Regions from separate parts of the Rattus norvegicus genome. Here region 2 is linked to region 1. Evidence: chromatin contacts called from public Hi-C data. All regions are on one chromosome and are shown on one strand. Each heading gives the region's core, a stretch centred on a gene start, on an enhancer-like site or on the middle of the called end of the contact. The rest is flanking DNA. Distances are from core to core; before and after follow the strand shown.

Region 1 (2,908 bases), core at 104-2,603:
TCCATTGCTACTTGTCATGCTAAAGGATTTTTTTCTCTGCCTTTTAATTCTTTGACTGATGGAGAGAAAAAAAAGTCAAGATTCTAGACAGTAGCAGTTTGGGCCTCTTGTGAACCTATGTTTAAAGATGGTCTTTGTATTTGTCTTTATCTGTTTTATGTGAATGCAAGCATGTTTGCATTTGGGAACAATTTTCAGGTGTTGACTCCTGCCTTCCACCTGAATGGAAGAAAAATGAAATAAAAAAGGAGGAGTGTGAAACCAAACACAGGAGCAGGCAGGAGCGGCTCGCCCTGCCTGTTACTGGGAGACTGAAACAGGAAAAACATACCTTGCAGGTTAAGAGTTCTGTTTGCAGTCAAGACAAGAGTAAGTTTCTGTTTGTCTTATGTTTGTTTGACCTATTACATTGGACGTGTTTGATCATGAGTGGGCAGAAGGTATGTGGACAGGAAATATGTCAGGATGTATGCTTGTCCCTGATTAGATTTGATGGGAAATATAGTGGCCTGGTGGGGTTTTAGCTTCTGCAAAGTGTGACTCGTGGCCATTTTCTTGGAACCCAGAAATGGACCCGGATAGATATCTTCCTGACCAGTATTTAACTAAAGTTTGCTTCAAATATGGCTTTAAAGTTGTGGTAGTGGCCTTATCCAACCCCCCAACACCCGTGGGATTAACAAGACATAACTAGAAGATTTATTGTAGATATAGGGGAGAAAGCATGCAGAGGGAAGAGTCCAGGCTATACATGGCTGACAGACTAAACTAGAACACTGAAGAGAGATGGGGAACGGGAGCAAGAGAAGAACATGCGACTATGAGAGGCACCCAAGCCAAGAGACCAGAGTAGCCAAAATGGCCGAGTTATATAGCGATCAGGCTCGGGAAGGTAAAGCAGACGCGCACCCCTCCCCGTCCCCCTCCCCCTCCCCCTCCCCCAGAGGGTTAGCGTAGCAGACTGGGTGAGAACTGCTGGAAGGCGCCACAGGTACTGAGTGATACTTGTCCTGGGCTTCTTTGAGACCTATCACCACTATGCAGCATAATCTTTCTTGTTTCTGCCCCACTGTCTCATCCAGGAGCGGCGGTAAGGTTCCAGCCATGTTCCTCGAATCTCAACACAGATGTACTAAGATTACAGATCAAAAGGGGTGCCAAACCAGTGATTTCACCCACTGAGCCATCTCCCTGGCTCGGGTCAGCATTTTAACAGGACCAAGCAATTCTTGTCCACACAGACATTTGACACCCACTGCATTGGATCTTCGAGCCTTTCAGATGAAGAACTGTTTGCTCTGGGAATCCATTTTACCTCACGCCTAAAACTGACAGGGAAGAAAGTCCTCGAGTGCCCTCTGGAGGTCATCGTAGGAACTGGGCAGCTTTATAGTGAGGTTTTGTTTTCTTTTTCTCGGGAACAGGTATAAAAATACCAAGTGTGATTTTTGAGCCCTTCCTAGAACCAAACATTGTGATTAGGAATTCGCACAAATTTTTTCATTTAGACTATCATGCAGGTGTTACTATTCTGCAATTCTGGCATTTGACCACCTCCTTTTAACTTGGTTTTCCTTGGCGTCCAGTATACCCACACCCTTTTTCATTTGCCTTGGGTCCCTCTGTCTCTTCTTCTTCCGTCTGTCTCAGTACCCATCTCCCAGGTCTTCTCATCTTCCCCCAGGGAGCAATGCTTGGGTTTCTTTTCCTTGTGCGCTCAACTTCTTAATGAATTCTTTTATCCATATGCCAACAAACCCCACATTTCTATCTTGTGACCAGCGTGCTTCTTGAGACACAGGCAGCTGCCTTCTGGACATGTCTACTTGGACGCCTGAGAGACGCCACAATTGTGTCTAAAAACAAAGTTCTCCTTTTCTTCCTTAAACCTCTTCCATTTGAGATTTCTCTCATCTCAGATGATGGAAATTCTCTCTCACTGCAGTTGAGTAACTGCGTGGTGTTCTCACTGGGTCCTCTCACTCATAGCCCTGCTCCATCACATATCCCTCTCCTCGCCTGGAGCCTTGCTTCAGCCTCCCCCTTGGTCTTTTTATCCAACTGTCTTTCCAAGAGACAATTCTCAGAAACCAGAATGGCTTTCGTAGAACGCTTCTCAGCTCTTAATTTCTCTACTTAATGTCCTTCCAAGCCTCCGGTTTTACTCTGATAAATGTCAAAGTCCTTCATATGGCCAAGAAGACCCTGCACAGGCAAGGTTCCCCAATGTTTCTCCGACTCTGGCTCCTTTTGAATTCCTCTTTGTCTATCTAGCTCTGGCCATAGCTGTGCTATTCCTAATACAAGCCTGGTAGGAGCACCTTCCCATCCACTTACCTAACCCTTTAGCTGCTGCAAACACTTACTCCAGCATGACCTGGTCCACAGAGTCTACTCTGTCATTTCTGTTTAAATTGGCAACTTGCTCCACCCCCACCCCCAGCCCCTCTGTAGCACTGCCCCACCCCCAACCCCTTACCACACTGTGCCCTGTCTGTGGCGTGTCATGGCTTTCCAAACTATTGTCTAATCTAGTAGTTATGTCCCTGGGTATTCGTTCCACTAGAATTTTTAACCCCAAATAGGCAGATATCTCTGTCCCTTTTGTTTACTGATGTGCCCAACACATAGATCACTGACTTAAATATTTTAAAAATGTTTGCTGAATAAGACATGACCACATCCTTGGCTCTCGGTGCTTCAGTAATTCACTTAAAAAGTAAATCGGAATAATCAGCATATTTGTTTTTCTATCATGGTAGCCCTGTAACACCTGACCTCGGCAGTTTCTGCAGAGAGCAGTTCCCAAGAGGAATGACATACATGGGGCTGTCTGTTCTCACACACCTCTTCTGGAGCAAACTGAGACCCCCGCCACTTGGGTCCTCCATAGCAATTCAGCACATGG
Region 2 (2,908 bases), core at 135-2,634, 140 kb before region 1:
TTGCCTAGCACTGACACAGGATGCTGGCTTGCTTGTCCTGTTATCTACCCATAGCTTCCCAATTCCATTCACCAGCTACTGCTATTTAAGCCTGGGAATATACTACATATTGAATGGAATAACTGATAAAATATCCTAGCTATCCCACAAAAATGTACTGTAACTGTGGAGACAGGAAAGCTTTCACGGATCGCCTAAGTCCATATAACCTACTGCTCATTAGAGTACCAAGAAAGCAAGGGTGATCAGTAAACAGACACTGTCTCGAGATACATGTGTGTGCATGGTTAAGGTAACTAGAAAACTGCTGTCTTATTGCATTATAACAAAAAGAGACTTTTACAAAAGAGCAGCAAAACTGAGACAATACACATACCACACAACATATCCACTTAAAGTATACAACTTGATGCTAACATACTCACAGGTTTTTATAACCTGGGTTAGGACCCAGAAGAACACTCTCTTCTGGGTAATAAAGGTTCTAGTGAGTTATCTAAAAAGAACCTAACTACTAGAAATATCAGACCAGTTAGCTATACAAGCTTGCTGCTGAGTGAACTTTCTTTTCCTTTACCATCTTTTCTGCTTTAATACATTAAAGTGAATGTAATTAACATCCTAAGAGGTATTGGTGGCATGAATAGGCAGGTCAATTTTCCAAGAAAGTCCAAGAATAATGAAACATTCCCCCTCCCCCCAAAAAAATTCCTGTTGTGATCCAGGCAGAATGTGTAGGTGTGAACTGTAGAGTGAAATGGGCAAGAAATAAGGATTTAACCCTTAAAGGACAAATTGGTTGTGCTCAGTGGTACAGCAAGGATGAGTGAAGAGAACCTTACAGCTCCGTGGCAGGAGTTTGGGAAAACAATAAAATCCCCCTCTGCCCAGGGGATGCCAAAGGGAACCCTGGATTACTGGGAAAGGTGACGCTCTGGTAAGTGCATTCACCGACAGGACACAGAAACGGTGGACACAGAAAGTACAACAGCTCTAAAGCTACCTCTTGTGCCTGTGGAAGAGAAGCAGCTGAACATCCAGCCAGGGGCCAAAACAACCTATGTCACCTGTTGGTGCAAGTTTTAGGATAGGACTGAGAAGCCTCCCTGTCTGTCTGAACAAAGGGGGAGAATGTGGGGACCTGGCCAGGAGCAGATGAGGTAGATCTTGACTCCTGGGTCACACACATCTTCCCTACTGTCCTCTTGTATCGAGTGTGTCCCGTGTGCTTGCTCCTGCTGCAGGAAGGACTGTGGGGTGGTCTGAGGAACACCAATACTGACAGATATCATACGCGTCTTTCATGGCAGTGACCACTGCTTTCCACTGGGCAAGAAGTAAATTTCTAAATTCTGTTAATGCGGGCAGTGGCTAGGGATGAGTCATCTGCCTTCGGTTTGAGCAGAAAGTATGTCCCTGAATCACAAAGAACAAAACATGTTTCTTCACACCTCCCAAGTCAGCTTAGTCATCTTACTTGAAAGTCAATTATTGTGACTTTCAAGCTACTAAAGTTAACTAAAACTTTAGAAGGGAATAACTGATATCCCAAACTACTGCTGAGTGTAAATTCATGTAATCTTACTACTTTGGACAGAATAATCCGTAAGTGATGCAAAACACTAAATAAAATTCACCCTCCTTCCTCTCCCAATTTATCCCCATAAACCCATAACCCAAACTACAAACCACTTGAGTGGTATCATTACAGAAATTTAATTTCAACCTAATTTAAAATTAATTAGACTGCCCTGCAAAGATTGTAAGTCTTCAAATACACTGCATAAAAGGAGCACTTTTAGCTGTGTACTGGGTACTTGGAGACACTGTTATTGAATTACAAATAATGTTGTAAGCTTAAGCCCCTACTTATTTTTTTAAGCAAATCAAATAAATTAACTCTGGTTGTTCTACTTCCGATTTAGAATGCCCTTCTATTTAAAAGATCAGGCTGGCCATATAATTTAGCGTCCTTAACCCATAACTTCTGAACCATGTCAGAACATTTATAAAGCACAGCCGCAGTGCCAAAATCACACATATATGAGAACCCTATTGATGGATACCCTAGAATTCAAGAGACTTGAAGAACGCACAAAACAAAATCATAACACTTCCTTCATTTAGGTTAGAGGATGAGAACAAGTAAGATCATTCAATGCAAGGATAAAAAAAGCTAGAAGTGTAGTGATGTCCACCTACAGATCCCAGGCTGCACCTTAGCTCTAAGAAAAAGAGATCACTTTGTCTACTTTTAGTTAATACCTTATTATGTGATTATAAAATAAAAGTCAGTAAAGCTAACTAAAAATTTAGAAAGAAAATTTAATTGGAAATTAGAAGACTGTATTGAGAAATCTTAATTAGAAATTAGAAGACTGTTACTTTTCTCATTGCTGAAATAAACACTTGACAAGAAGCAAATTCAGGGAGAAATTGTTTATTTTGGTTTGCAATTTAAACAGGTTCAGTCGGTCACACTACTTGTCACACTACTTGTGCAGTCAGGAAGCAGACAGCAGACAGGAAGAGTGCCAGGCTACAGAACTTTAAGGCCAGCCCCAAGAACTCACTTCCTCCAGCAAGGCTCTACCTCCTAAAAGTTCAGCCGCACCAGCTGGAGAACAAGGAAGACACTTGATGAACCGTGGAGGACACTTCACACCACAGCAATGACCAATGAAGCAATTCTGTATAAGTGTAACAAAGTCCACAGAAATGAGACGCCACAAACTTACCATTGTGTCAGCTCTTGTCATGGAGAAAATCTGAGAAGCATGTGAATTTCCAGAACCATATTTACAGAAGAATGAAAAGATCTGATAGCAATAGAGGGGACAGAAGGAAGGAGGGAGAATAAACATATTCTCTTTGTAAAAAGGAGAGGGGCTGGGATGGAGCTCCAGTG

What was found. A called contact is a pair of places that touch in the nucleus more often than the background predicts.
Region 2: a Hi-C map of Schwann cells shows a contact between it and region 1, with 5 times the contacts expected there. The contact joins two enhancer-like sites. A contact is called at or near these places in 4 of 12 Hi-C or Micro-C datasets (Schwann cells, kidney, mammary epithelial cells and 1 more).

What each region holds. Positions count from the first base shown.
Region 1 is chr1:222,777,141-222,780,048 of GRCr8, reverse strand. No RefSeq gene overlaps it. Among named protein-coding and RNA genes, the nearest start is that of Gnaq, 74 kb to the left of the region's middle. Within about 2 kb of position 1,353, at least 19 of the 93 cell types and tissues checked have an H3K27ac peak or open chromatin away from gene starts, as enhancers often do. A contact at or near this core is called in Schwann cells, where this site is marked.
Region 2 is chr1:222,921,522-222,924,429 of GRCr8, reverse strand. All of the region lies in intron 1 of Gnaq (G protein subunit alpha q), which reads right to left. Among named protein-coding and RNA genes, the nearest start is that of Gnaq, 71 kb to the right of the region's middle. Within about 2 kb of position 1,384, at least 8 of the 93 cell types and tissues checked have an H3K27ac peak or open chromatin away from gene starts, as enhancers often do. A contact at or near this core is called in Schwann cells, where this site is marked.